2 separate regions of the Pan troglodytes genome follow, and region 1 is linked to region 2. A link is a contact called in public Hi-C data. All regions are on one chromosome and are shown on one strand. Each heading gives the region's core, a stretch centred on a gene start, on an enhancer-like site or on the middle of the called end of the contact. The rest is flanking DNA. Distances are from core to core; before and after follow the strand shown.

Region 1 (7,089 bases), core at 1,049-3,548, 140 kb after region 2:
TAATTGGGTGACTCTTGCCCCATTTCCTTGCACAAGCTCACACACACACTTGCATATCTTGCCGATTTTCCAACAAACAAAGCATAATTTGTGTTACTGCAACAGAATGTCCTGTTTAGGCTGACAGGAGCCAACGGGGGTGACCCTGAACCATCCTACCACGAAACGCACTTCCAGGAAGAGTTCATCGGACCAACACGCAACCCATAGCCAGAAAGTGTCCAAGAGCGCAGAGCAGAGCCTCAAAGGGCAGCCAACCCCCAGCCCCAGCCACGCCATGACCGCACCTGGCCTGGGGCCACTGTCCCAGCGCCCCCCTCCCAGGCCTCACCCTTCAAACCACCCAACACACACACCCTCGAGACCACCACCAAGGAAAGAGTGAAAGTTCAACTGCAAATGTAAATTATGTAGCCCAAGACAAAACTAAAGGACAAAGATGATCTTGGGAAAACATTTGGAATCCACGCAATTGAAAAAGATTTTATATTATTAATATAAAGAGCTCCTGCAGATGCGTTTAAGAAAGACGGCTATCCCATTAGGAAAAACAACAGGCTATGGCCAGGATCACCAACTCACACAATGCAGCCAACAAGTCCGTCAAATGTGTGACTGCACAAAGCTCCAAATGTAACAATTAAAAGGACAAAGACATCTCTTTACACCTACTAAACTGGCACCTGCTAGGCTGCTTCCTGAGCTCTGCAGTTTCCTAACCTGTTCACATGCTCGCCCCCAGACTCCTCCTTCTAGAAGCCATGCCCATCCATGCCACCTCTTCCCAGTGTGGGACATCCGGACAGCCCCTCCTGAGGGCTTCCTGGCCTCCCTAGAAACCTGAAATGCGCTCTCAGCTCAGACAAAACCATCCGCAGCACGCACCTGGCCCCTCCAGGAGCCCACACCTGCGGATCACCTCATCTGGTCTTCTCCAGCGCCCACGGTGTGTGCTGGTGTCATTCAAACTGTGCACACAGGGCCTTGTCTGCTCCTAGCCTGGCCCCTCCAGAGAGGTGGGCTCACCCCAGTTTGCAGGGGAGGAAACAGGAAGCAGGGGAGAGAGCTCAACACTCAGCAGCACCGGCCCCGGGTGCTCAGTCCACACCGCAGCCTGAACGATGGGTCCCTTGGGCCCACACTGGACAAGAGCCTGGAAAGACAGAGGAACACGGGGACTAGAATCCCAAGGTTGCAGGGCCAAGCACAGAGGATGCTAGCTCCCAGCTGAGCAGAGGCAACAGCAGGGGTTACTCCAGGCTAAATAAATAGGAGACCCGGGCAGGAAGAAATGAGAGCACGCGGGTATCCGTCAGCCGGCGAGGGCGCCCTGCAGGGAGCCGGGCAGCCACACGGACTGGCAGTGGCAGAGGGCTGCGGGCCTGTTTGCTAACGAGAAGGGCCGACGGCAGGATCTTCCGGGCCAAGGCACTGTGTGTGCGGACAGCTTTGACCTGGCCGCCAGCCCCCTCCATTCCCGTCTTCACCACGGACCCCACGCAGAGAAGAGGGCCTGGCTGGGAGACACTGGGGGTGCATGTGCCTCTCTAAGGAGACGTTGCTTCATCTGAAATGAGGCCAGTGGCACCAAACTGAAAGGGGCATTGGGAGGGTCAGTGCCCAGGCAGTTGCCCCACCTGGCAGGGCCCTTGGCTGTGGCTGGCTGGGCCATTTCAGCCTCCCCAGAGGCCAGGCACACCGCCGGCCCATGGAGATGCCCTGGCACAGAAGTGTGCTTTGCCCCTACCCACCGGTGGGCAGAGCACACTCACACGGCAACCCCCATGCCTGGTGGGCATCCATGCCATGCCCGGGCACGCCTCCTCTCTCACCTTCACTCCTGTCGCCCCCACCTGGAGCCCTCTCCTTCTCCCCTGCCATCCCTCAGCTGTGAATTTGAAGCCCCTTGGTGCCACCTTTGCCATGAGGCCCCCTGCTTGTGCCCTCTGGATGGCACGGTAGGGGATGGGGGCAGCTGGGAGGGGCGAGCTGTTTGCAGAGGATCTGGGCTGGCCACCTCCCCGGGGCAAGGCCCAGACACAGCACCCTCCAGACGGCAGCACCCGGGGGGCCCGGGGCAAGACGGATGGGCTGGGTGAGGGCTGCTGGGTGCCTGGAGCGCGTATGTCCCCACCGGGGCAGGCCAGCCCCACACTCCACCCGGGCAACCACAGGGACTCCCTGGGCCACCGCCTCCATGCTGCCCACCTCTGCCCAAACCACCTCTCAGGGAAGGGAGAAAGCTGGGTCCTGTGGAATCTGACCCCATGACCTTCCTCCTCCCTGGCCCCGCCCCCGCCTGGGCCCCGCCCCCGCCTGGGCCCCGCCCCCGCCTAGCTGTCCTTGGGGAGCGGCTGCTCTTCCCAGCCTCAGGGCCTTTGCAGAGCTGTCTCTTCTTACCAGAGCCCTCTCCTTCCCCTCTTCCCTGGCAAACTCCAACTCGTCCTCCACGCTGTTTCCTCAGGAATGAGCTCTGCCCACCCCTAAACGAGTTTCCCCAGCTCCCAGAACCTGCATGGCTCAAATCCAGAAATCATCTGCTTAGAGCTGGTTCTTCCACCCCGCCAGCCCGAAGCTCCAACAGGGCCAGGCCACGTGCCTGTTGGGGACCGTCTTCTCACCAGGCCTAGCGCAGGGCAGGACACCCCCCCAGCAACGAGGCCTGCCTCCCCTAAGGATCCCGCCCTACTCAGACCTCTCAGACCAGCAAGCCTGAGCCCCCGCCTGCAGGGCCCCCACAGCTGCCAATGGTCAAGGGTCTCCCTGCACCAGGCGCTGGCATCCCCCAACAGCCCTACCAAGCAGGCACGGCTTCTCCTGCCATTTACAGAGGAGAAAACAGGGGCAGAGAAGGGAATGGGTGGCCCTGGGGTCCCCGGCATCTGGACAGCCTGACTGCAGCCCCTCACAGCAGCCCAGCGCCACACCTGACCCCCAGGGACCATCCACTCCTGCCTGGGATGGACCCTGCAGGCAGAGGAGAGACATGAGTTCGCCTCCCACTCCCATCAGCTCACGTCCTGCCCCCAGCTCTCTAAAGGGCAGCGCTTTTCAAAGCGTGTGTCTGCGGAGCCCTAGACCAGGGGTGGAGGGTTATGGGTGCCGCTCTGTGGTGGCGGAAGTTAGGGAAGCACTGGGTGGGCAAGGGGCTGCAGATTTCTTCCATGCAGGACTTCTCAGAGTTTTTAGCCACTCTGCATGCAGGCCCCCAGGGAGAGCTGCGAGCAGAATTTCCCAAACATCTGCAGCAATGGGGATGAGGGAGCTGTGGCTCCCAGCAGACATCAGTCACCACCCTGCTTCTCTGATAGACGGCAGGGGCTAGCCTGGGCTCTGCAGTTACACAGAGCTGCCTGCAAATTCCTTCTCTCTTCCCTACTAGCTGGAGCTCCTCTCTGAACTTCTGCTTTCTCCGCAGTCCCAAAGAGGAAGCAATGCGCAGCCCCCAGGGGCCAGACATCATGTACGTGGGCACCTGGTTCCAGCCCATGCGCAGCAAGCACTCAGAGGGCAGGGGTCTTGACTGGCAGGCCCGAGAGAGGGCAAAGCTGGCACCACTCATGCCTCCACGTGCTCTGTCTGGCGGCATTTTTTAAACTAACTTATCTCCACCCTCACCGAGCTCTGGTGCCCCAGGGAAGCCTCTGTAAGTGCTTCAGCCTCCCCAGGGCTCCCCAGCCCCAGAGTACACGGGGGTGCAGGGCGCGGGAGGCAGGCGAGGGGCGCGGCGCGGGAGGCAGGCGAGGGGCGCGGGAGGCAGGCGAGGGGCGCGGGAGGCAGGCGAGGGGCGCGGGAGGTAGGCGAGGGGCGTGGAGGCAGCGGGTATGATTCAAGACGGGATATTCGGGTCCTCTCATGGGTGCCGGGAATGCTGGGCTCTTCCTCTGGCCGGAGGGTCTCGGGGCTCCAACTACAGGGACCAGCACCCTCCCCTGAGTTAAATCCCTGCAGCCTCTGGGATGGTCCAAATGCCGAGGCAGGGGAGGGCACCCACCAAAGCGACCCCAGGCCCACGGGACTCGGCCCAGTCTGTCCGCCCGGGGCGTTTACCGCAGGGAGAACAGGCAGCCTCTCCCCGTCAGTGTGCGCTAGGGCCTTGCGGGGCCAAGTCTCCGAGGTGGCCTCTCCTGGGGCACTGAAATGTCACCTGGAGGGACCCCCGAGGCTGGCCCACACTTTGGTGCTGTGACATCTTTTGGGCCAATCCCAAGAAGATTCTACCTCCTACTCCAGCCCCAACCCCACAGCCTCACCAGCAGCCCTCCCGGGGCCTCTGCCTGGGCCAGGTCCCTGCCTGGAGTGCCTTCTTCCTTGGCACAGCGGTGACCGCGCAGGCCCCGGCCTCCCTCCCGAAGGCCCCGGCCCCCCTCCCGAAGGCCCCGGCCCCACTCGGCCTGTCAGACCAGAAAAGCCCCTCCTGGTGGCACCACCCGTCCCTGAAGCCTGGCCTCTGTTTCTGCTTAAAACCCGCACTCAAGGTTGCGGCAAAGTTCTCGTAAGTAGGAGCTGCCGCGGTGTGTGTGGAGTTATCCCAAAGTCATTCCACACTCCCTGTGTGGCGTGGGGCCGGCAAGTGGCCTCTCTGTGCCCTGGGTTTCTCACCTGTCCGTCCGGGCAACAGCAGTGGCCACCTCTTGCCAGCTGTGCTGTCCTTAGAATGACTTGTTAAAATCACCTGCCTCCCCTCCTGGGGTACCGAGGACCTCAGCCCCAGAGAACTGCACGGGGGTCTGTGAGTGGCTAAACCAAGACACACAAGCTGGGCTCACTGGCCTGCACCACATCCTCCTGTCTCTGCAGCACAGGCCGGGCTTCTGACGGTGGAGAGGACTTGTCCTCTTGCCTGTCCCCAGCCCACACCCACTAACACCCATGGAAACAACCGAACGCGAGCGAACTACAGCAAGAGCCCTCTTGCGGGCTGCCTCTGGGGTCTACAGGCAGAGCCGGACCATGTGCAGCCTGAGAAGTTTCCAGAACAGCTGTGAGCCAGCTCCTGGAGGGTGGATGGCCTATGTCTGAGTCCCGCCTGGTCCCGTAGGCCTGAGGCTCCGTCCCTCCTTCTTTCAGGCCCTCAGGACGCTCGCAGGGAGCCAGTCCAGGGAGATTTATGTCCCTGAGGAAGGGGAGCCCCAGCACTTGGTCCATGCAGGGCTTCCGGCCCATCGGAGCCTCGGGGGCCAGGGCAGAACCGGAGTGCTCAGGAGGCCAGCTGGGTCAGGCAAGAAGTGTCTCCGGCCAAACGCCAACCCTGGGAACGTTCCGTCCCCTCCTCCCTCCCGTACGTCCGGGGTCAGCAGTCACTTTATTAATAGAGGCCCCTGAGCCCTAAGAAGAGGTCTTCTCCCCCTAGACGGTCATCACCCTCTCTACAGAAGCAGGGAACGGCAGCCCCTTGAGCAGGCTTGACTGGGAGGCCATGGGGGCATCCCTGCAGAGTCGGAGAAATCCAGGGAGTCCTGGGCCTGCCAGGCAGGGCGGCTACCACTCTGCCCAGAGGTCACCACAGGCACTGGGAAGGGAAATGCTTTTTCTCCTTCCTAAGACACCATCTACTTCAAGGCCAATATCCATTTCATAATAGTGCTGGGGACGGGGGGGTGGGGCGGCAAAAAGAAACCACAGTAACTGTGTACTTCGGGCAAAGTGCCTGGTCCTCAGGAACCCAGGACGTGACGGGGAAGGCATCTGCATGCAGGGAAACATCCCATTGTAAACCCTCTGGGCCTTCGAAACACAGCACCGAAAGGGCCTTATCTGGACCCTCCTGCTCCCCCTGCACATCACTGACAGAGTCTTCCAGTCCCAGGAAACCTTGGAACACACAAAAAGGCACGCTGCGTCCTTCCCTCGCCCTTCCAGGGCCTCCCTGAGCTGCTCCACACTCTGGACCCAATGGGAAATAGAAAACCCACAGGAATGCCAACGACTCTCCTCCGTAGAAACGCCAGTGGTGCCCGTCACGTGCTGATTGGTAAGATTAGAGCTCTTTTTAGTTTTTATTGTACTTTTTCTCCATGTCGTTTAGTTTGTTGTTTGTTTTTAGAGATGGGGTCTCACTCTGTCGCCCAGGCTGGAGTGCAGTGGCATAACCACAGCTCACTGCAGCCTCGACCTCCCAAGTTCAAGCAATCCTCCCACCTCAGCCTCCTGAGTAGCTGGGGCCACAGGTGCGTGCCACCACGCCTGGGTAAATTTTAAAATTTTTTTACAGATGGGGTCTTGCTATGTTGCCCTGGCTGGTCTTGAACTCCTGGGCTCAAGTGATCCTCTAGTCTCAGCCTCCTGAGTAGCTGAAACTACAGGCATGAGCCACCGCGCCCGGCTCAGTGTTGCTTTAAATGTCTCTATAGTGAGCAGGTATTCTATGTATCACACAGAAAACATGACCTTCTGAAAAAAACAACGCCAGAGAGAGTCCGGACTGCAACTGGAACTGTTGCGTGCTGGGCACATACCAAGAACCCCACAAATCTAGGCACCTCCCAGCATCTCCTGGGGCCCCGCTGCCAGCTGCACCTGAGGGTGTCACCTCCGATGTCCAGCGGACACTCCAGCCTCAGTTTCTCCATGGAGTAAACAGGACAGTCAGGGCTGGCTGCCACCGAGCCCTCACCATAAGCTCAACCCCAGGGCGGGCACTCTGCAGATCAGTCCCTTCAAGGGGAAAGACACTGAGGCACAGAACAGTTAGGGGCCTTGCCCAAGCCCAGAGAAGCCAGGCGGAGAGGGCCATGGTGAGAGCCCGGAGCCCCAGCCAGGATGCGGGTTGGTGGCTCCAGCTCCACCCTGAGCGGTGCGGCCCCGCCCCCTGGTGGACACTGCTGGAACTGCCCAGCCCTGCGCCCTAAAAGACACAGGTACCCCGTGTTCCATGCCTGTTGGTTGTCCCACCCCAAGAGGGGCGACTGACTGGGGCAGACACCCAAGCCCCCGGGCCCAGCAGCCTGACACTGGAATACTGTTCCCAAAGTGACCAAAGCAGCCAGGCGCTGTGGCTCAAGCCTGTAATCCCAGCACTTTGGGAGGCTGAGGCAGATGGATTGCCTGAGGTCTGGAGTTCTAGACCACCCTGGGTAACATGGTGAA
Region 2 (7,251 bases), core at 1,451-3,950:
CGGGCCTACAGCTTTGCCACCGGGTCTCTCCACAGGCGCATGGGGTCTGGTGTGGTCTGAGACCTTTGGACTCTGTGGACTCCGCCTGAGTCCCACCATTCAGGATAAGGCCAGCCGGGGCCTTCTCCCCGGCAGGCGTGGGAGCGCGGCCAGCCCCGGGCAGCAGGGCCAGGAAGCTGGGGCTGCCTCTGGCGAGTCCCTCGGCCTTGCTTTCCTTCCAGATCTGGACGCTGGACTCATCCCTGCCCTCACTGAGCGGCTCGGTGGACACCGACTGGGATCCTCCCCCAGCCCACCAAGCCCAGCGGCAGTGAATGCTGGGAGGAGGAAGCCCTCTCTACCCCAGACCCCAAAAGCGGCTGGGCAGCTGTAAGGGGTGGCCGAGTCTCCCCAGCAGCTCCAGGTCTGACCGGTCGGCCAGCCGGGCCAAGACAAGCCAGGCCCTCCACCACTCACCCCGAGGAGGGATTAGGCTGTGTTGACAAAAGGGCTTAGGCAAGTAGCCGCTTAAATGGACCTTCGACTGCTCTGGACTTCAGAGCTGGTCACAAGCTTAGAAAAAAAATAAAATGTAATCAGAGCCCAGGGCTCTCTGCTCAGCCCTGGGGCGTGGGCTGCCTGGGAGGCCATGGGCCGGTCGGGAGAGCTGCTGCTCGAGAACAGAAGACTCCTAGCTTCCTTGTGGCAGGGGAGTGCCCAGGGAGATCCCTGGGGCAGTGGCTCGGAGGCACGACCTCTCCTCCTCACAGGGACTCCAGCAAGCCACCATGGCGACTGGGCACCCCTTGCTCCCTCGCCCTACATCCACCAGCTCCGTGGACTATCCCTGTCCCACCCAGAGCATTAGAAACAGGGACCTGTTCGGTTCTCAGTACTCAGCTGAAGTGCAACCAGCCAGGCCCCTGCCACGTCCAGGGGCCAGACACTGAGCTGAGCATTCTCGTTCCAGAGGAATCGTCTGGGAGAGCCTAGCTCTGTGTGTGTGGATGTGTGTGTGCACATGTGTGAGTGCAAAGCTTTAATAGGGAAAGGCAGCCCCAGCCCACTCCACACTGCACTCGGTCACAGACAGCGCAGCATTCCCTCCTGCCTCACACTCAGCAGTACCACGAGCTGGGGGTGTTAATCCCAAATCCACCACCTTGTATCCTGGGGGCTCAGCCTCTCCCAGCCAGTTTTCTCATCTGCAAAATGGGCATGAGCGCCCACCCCTGGAGGCTGAGCCCTGGAGCTCATTCAAGGCCTCGAGCCCACCACTCCATCATGACAGAGGCAGGGAGTAAGCGTTACGTCTGACAAACCTGGAACCCACCGCCTGCCCCGGTCACGGGGCAGCACACCTGCCTGTGAGTAGCAGAGATACTCAGACTCTCACCCTCACATCCAGGAGGGGCTAGGTCCATGCTGGCTCCCCTTGATGCCCCATCTCACTAAACATCCCTGCAGCTACATTGGCTTCTGAGCACCTCCTGGGGTGGCCAAGCTGCACCCCAGGCTGCAGGGAGGGTGGGCAGGAGGGGCTACGGATGGCGGGGGCTTCATTCATAATCAGCTGTTTCGCTCTCCATTCAGCACAAATCCTTCACCCGGCCTGACAGCCTGGCTGCCGTCCCACCACCAAATTAATATCCTTCCCGGAGCTAATTTATAAAGTCTCCCCCTTCTCACTAGCTTCCAAACCCCTGGGAGAGCAATGGGTGGGGGCCCCAGCCATGCCCTCTCCCCCTTCTCGGTAGGTCTGGGCCTGGAGTTGGCGGGCAGTCTGGGATAGGAAGCTACCGGGCGGGATGGCAGGAGGAGGAGGGAAATTGACCCTACGCGCCTCTGCGCTGTCCTGCTCACAAATGGAGAGCCAGCCTGGGAGAACACCCGGGGGTGCCAGAGTGAGGGGCCCCATTTCTGGAATGGGGCCTTCCCAGGTCTGACGTTCTGTTCATACAGCCCCGGGGGCCCCTGCCCACCCGGGCGTGGGCTGCTTTGGGGATAACAGGGTCCCAGTCTGTTTCCTGGGCGGACACACACCCAAGGGCCAGCGGCCTGCTGGAAGCCGCAGCCCGACGGGCGGGCGGCGCAGAGGCCGCTCGGGGCCCAGCGCGCCGTCCCGGTCCCCAGGCCAGGGAGGCCGGAGCCGCGGAGCGCAGAAGTTGCTCCTCCCGCTCCGGCCGGGTTCCTGCGCGGCGCGGCTGCAGCTGGGCGCCGGGGCGCAGGCGGCCGCCGGTGAGCGGGAGACCCCTCCTCGTCCCGGGCGAACCTGCCACCCGCCCCCCGGCCCCGCCGCCCGCCCGCTGCCCAGCCCCGCCCGGGCCCCGCGAAAAGTTGCCCCGGGTCGACCCTCCCCGGGCCCGGCGCCCGAACTCACGCGAAGGTCGGCGAGGGGTCCGAGCGGGGCCCGGGCCGGCGACCCCCCGCGCGCGCCGCCAACGCGCCCCCGGCCCCCTCCCGCCCGCCGGCCCCCGGCCCCCGGCCCCGTCCCCGCCCGGCCCGGCGAGCACTCACCGAGCGGCAGGAAATGTTTGGTGTCCATGTCTGCGACTAACTCATGCCCGGCCGGCGGCGCAGGCAGCGGGCGGCGGGCGCGGCGGCCCCCGGCGCGGCCGGCCCGGGCCCGGGCGGCGGGGAGCCGGCGGCGGCGGTGGCGGCGGCGGCGCGCGGAGGCCGCGGCGCGGCGAGTTGTTGCAAAAGTCGCCCAACAATGTAAACTACTTGTGTCTGCGCGCCGCCGCCGCGCGCGCCCGGCCCGCGCCCCCGCCGCCGCGCGCCCGCGCCCCGCTCCGACCGCGGCGCTGCGGCGCCGGCGGGGGGGTGGTGGGGGGCCCGCGACGGGCGCTGACTCGGCGCAGCGCCGCCGCCACCGCTCGGCCCGCGCCCCGCCCGCCCAGCCCCGCCCGGAGCGCGCCCCCCTCCGCCGCCGCAGCCCCGCGATCGCCGCCCGCCCGGCCGCCGAGTTGAGAGCGCCGTGCAAACTTGCGAGTTCTCCTCCGCCAGGGGTTCCCGGGAGCCGCGAGGAGGCGGCGTGGGAGGGGGCGGGGCGCAGAGGGAGCGGGGCGGGGGCGAGGGCGGGAGCAGAACTCCCTCCCCGGGCCCGCCACACACTCGCGCACACACTCGCGCACACACACACTTGCGCGCAAGGGCCCGGAGGAGGCGGAGAGCCGGGCCGGGAGCCCAGCGGCCGGGCCATTGTCTGCGCGGCCACACAAAGCGGCCGGGCGGTGGCCGCGAGGGGACCCCGGCCCGGGCCAGGCAAGCGCAGTGCCGGGCGGGATGGCCGCGGCACCCATACCTCGCACCCCGCCGCGGCGGACACGTGGGGAAACTGAGGCCCGGGAGTGACGATGTGCCCCAACGGCAGAGGACGAGCTCCTTGTCCGGGGAAGGTTTCGTCTTCCGGACGCTACCCCCGGTCCACCCCACACTTTCACGCCCTACCCCCACGGAGAGACCCACGAGCCCACCGGGAACGAGGAGGGGTGCGCGCTTCGCCTCCTCATCGACCCGCACTCCTGGGACCCCTCTTCAAAGGCACCAGGCTGGGCAGGCACTGCCCGGAGTTGGACACAGACTTTGTGGCCGGTGGCTATTTTTATACCCTGCGTAGTTCTCTGCCTGACTTTTAAATTCACGATTTGTTTGAAAACGAAAGGAAGCACTCCTGCCCCGGGACAGCTCGGGCCGCCTCCGCCGCGCGCCGCCCGCCGCCCGCCGTCTCGGGCGGCTGGAATTCGGATTTGGGTGTGAGCTACCTGCGCGCCGCCAAGCCCAGCCTTCCTGAGCAGGCGCCGAGGCGCCCCGCCGCGCCCTCCCTCCGCACCCCCACCGCGAGCTTGCTAACCACCTAGACCTAAGGTCCCGGGCTGCGAGGCACAGGGACTGACCATTCACGCAGGCTGCGCGTGGTGGCCCGGGTCAGGGGACGCTAATGGGGAGGGAGGTGAGGAGGTGATGACCGCGTGTGGACAGCCATGACACGGCCCAAAGATAACAGCCCGAGACCAGAGAGGTGTCCTGCTGCCTGGGTGCCCCTCAAGTCGGGCCACCCGGAGCTGGGTTCCACGAGGGCTCCGGTGGCCTGTTCCGGTGGGAGGTCTTGGTTCCACTTGGGACAGAAGTGCCCTGGTTGGGCAGCCCACCCCCAGCACAGCCAGAGCCCAAGGCAGCCCTCTCCCCCTCCCCCTCTTCACTGACCCCTGGGCCCCTACCAAAGGCCACCCCGTCCCCCTATTCACACACCCTGTCCAACAGGCAGCCTGCCCCACTCCCTCCGGGATGAGGGCCACTGTTGACACCTGGTCCTCACCCACTGTGGTTACAGCCACAACAGACCCACTTCCCCACTGCACATGGCATGCCGGCCCAACCCACTGCCCTTCTAAAACTGAGTTCCTCCTGCCAGGGAGGGGGGCGGCAAACAAAGGATAGGACTGAGAAAGAGCCCCCGTAAGCACCAACATACACTGCACAAGTGCCATGTGCCCGCCGCCTTCCAGGCCTGTCTCTGTGACTGCTTGGGCCCCTCCTGACTGTACTCAGGTTGGGGGGTTGCGGGGGGGTCCCAGATAGACAAGGCCTGGGCCAGATTGCAGGTCCACCTCCCACCAACCGTGTGGCCTGGCTGGGTCACTTCCCTCCTTGTATCTCAGTTTTCTCATCTGTAAAGTGGGAACAACCACTCCCTCCTCACTGAGTCACTGAGATGACTAAGTGAGATAATATGGAGAGTCTGCGCTCGCTCGGGAGGACGAGCTCAGTGTGACAGTTATTGTGATGATGATGATGATGAAATGACGCTGAATTAGGCAGGCCCTTCGCCTATGCTCAGTGCAGGGAGAGCAAGGCTCTGTCCAGCCAAAGGGCTCAGGCAGCTTTTGGGATCCCTGGTTCTTGAGTCAGGTTTTGGAGCAGGGAGGTTCTGTCAGGCAGTGGCCGCCCAGGCAGCAGGGCCGGCTGAGCAGCGGCCTGCAGAGAGAAGGAGCAGCAGGCCGCGGACGGCAGGTCAGGACACGCCAGGCAATGGTGGGAAGGCTGGGCTGAAGTGTCTGAGGTCACCTCCCAACAGTGGGCGGTGTGGCATGCTGGACTCTCCACCCCACCCCCATCTCACTCCTTGTCCCTGAAAACTCAAGACTCAGGAGCTGTTGGTGCCTGGAGTCGGGGAGGCACATGCAGACAGATTTCCATGTGGGTTCCTCTTGGGAAGGCTGAAGGTTCCAGAAGGGCCCTCTGTTCCTAAGAAACACCGGAAGGCGTCATCCCCTGCTCTAGAGACCACGTGGAAAGCGCACGGAGTCCGGAGTCCTGCAGATCTGGGCTCACATCCAGCCTCTGTGCCCACAGACGGTGAATGGCTCTCAGCCCCGCCTTTCTCTTCCATGGGGCAGGGGCCTGGGTGCTTGGCTGCCGAAAACACACCAGGTCCTTGATGGAAAATGACGATGCCGCTGGTTATTTCTGTGGCCACTATTTTTTATCCTCCCCCTCAGTTTGGAGCTTTTTGGTGCAAATGATTCTACACGAAACCTCCCGGGATAGTAGCTGCCCCATATGAAATGGCCAGGTCTGAGCCAGCCATGGAAAAAAACACCCCAGCCTTCCCACCATGTGCTGCTACAGCCAAAAATATTTTTATAGTAGTATCCATTTATTCACAACCTGCGCTCTAAGAAGGTTTTGTTTTTTTGTTTTTTTGTTTGGGTCTTTTTTTTTTTTTAATTTCCCTGAGGGACACTTTTTAAGGTACTTTGGCCTATTTCATATGCCTGTCTCGGCTCAGTCTTGTAAACAGTCCCGGGAATTGCTTGTTGAATAATATTTTTAAAGGCCGGTCTCTGTGCTGGCTGAGCATGAGGAAGCTGGCGTCTGGGTGGACTGCTCCCAGAAGTTCCCAGGACACCAACGGGGCTCTAAGCTGCTTCCAGAGGTTCCCTGTGGTCCTGAGCTGGTCACTAGCAGGACCTCACAGGGGTTTGGGGAGCTCGGCCTCCAACAAGGGAGGCCAAGGGCTTGGGTACTGCTGGGCAAGGTGGCCCGATCTGTCCCCAAGCACCTCAGCCTAAGGGGACTCTCTCTCACATCCGTTGTGGCTCCTTTGGGGACAACACCTTTTGTCTGTGGTGACCGATGATGACTCGAGCTGGGAAGTAGAGCCGAAAGCTCAGAGAGGCAAGGGGCCACCCGGCAGGGCCACAGGGAACTGGGACTAGGCCCAGGGGTCCCAGCCCGAACCCCCTTTCTCAGTCATAGCTTGTCTCTCCATCAGTCTAGAGGGAAACACTCAAGCCACTTGTCCACACCTGGGCTCCAGTCTGTTCTGCTGAGTGGAGAGGAAGAGAAAGGATAGGAGGGAGGGGAGAGGAGAGGACAGGAGGGGAGGAGGAGGAAGAGAAGAGGACCCCTCTGCTCCTGGGTCTGGCCTCTGGTAAAATGTTTGCAGGCCTACAGGGCAGTCACCATTGACAGCGTCTGCCCTGGTAGCAGTCAGCTGGCTGGCCCTGCACACCCCAAACCCAAAGCAGTGCAGGGGAAGAGAAAGGCGAGGTCCTCCGAAGGCCAGCCGCTGCCTCCGTCATCAGCTGGGGTCTTGCTTCCAGAACTCTGGGGAGCTGAATGGTGGCGTGAGCCAAAGAGTCCAGGTGAGTGAGGCTTAAGGGGACAGGAGCTGGTTTGTAAAGAAGAGCCAGGATTTCAGGGCAGCTCCAGGCAAGAGACAGTGGGTTCCCTCCAGGGGCCACCAAAGAGCCCCACCGAATCCCAGCACCAGCCGCAAGGGGTCACAGATGCTCAAAGAAGGGCAGGAGCAGTTCTGAGAGTCCGGAGAGGAGGAACCTGAGCTTTCCAAGCTGCCTCCGAGGTGCCAGTCTGCTGCACACTGCCAGGCACCATCCGCTCTAACCCCACCCCGGCTGACCAAGACTCCGGTTTCCCCGTTTCCCAGATGGAAACACTGAGGCCAACAGCAGCAGTGACTGACTCCAAACCGTGTGGTGACTCCAGCACCGCAGTCCGCAGACCCAGGGCTGAGGTCAGTGGTCAGAACCCCCAGGAAAGCCCCCAGACAACCACCGACCTCCGCCCCCAGCCTCCAATGAGCCACACCACCTCCCCGCTTCTCATGGCACAGGTCGGCCAGCCAAAGCAGCCGGTGCCAGGTGAGACCAAAGTCCAGAGAGAAGGGACATAGGTAACAGACTTGGAAAACAAGGTGCTGGGGAAGGTACCAGGAGGAAGAGGCCATAGCCTGGCTCTGCCACCAAC

What was found. Hi-C and Micro-C count contacts between places; a contact is called where the count stands out from the background.
Region 1: a contact with region 2 is called in a Hi-C map of induced pluripotent stem cells, with 1.7 times the contacts expected there. The contact joins the enhancer-like site here to the promoter of RXRA in region 2. A contact is called at or near these places in 3 of 7 Hi-C or Micro-C datasets (induced pluripotent stem cells and stem cell-derived neural progenitor cells) and 1 of 1 datasets of contacts at active chromatin or transcription factors (stem cell-derived excitatory neurons).

The regions. Positions count from the first base shown.
Region 1 is chr11:4,242,218-4,249,306 of NHGRI_mPanTro3-v2.0_pri, forward strand. LOC134807624 (a long non-coding RNA gene) reads left to right here and starts at 5,422. Exons shown (of 2, transcript XR_010148550.1): 1 at 5,422-5,974. Within about 2 kb of position 2,299, at least 2 of the 24 cell types and tissues checked have an H3K27ac peak or open chromatin away from gene starts, as enhancers often do. A contact at or near this core is called in induced pluripotent stem cells, where this site is marked.
Region 2 is chr11:4,098,581-4,105,831 of NHGRI_mPanTro3-v2.0_pri, forward strand. RXRA (retinoid X receptor alpha) reads right to left here and starts at 2,701. Exons shown (of 10, transcript XM_016962037.3): 1 at 2,497-2,701. The coding sequence starts at 2,524.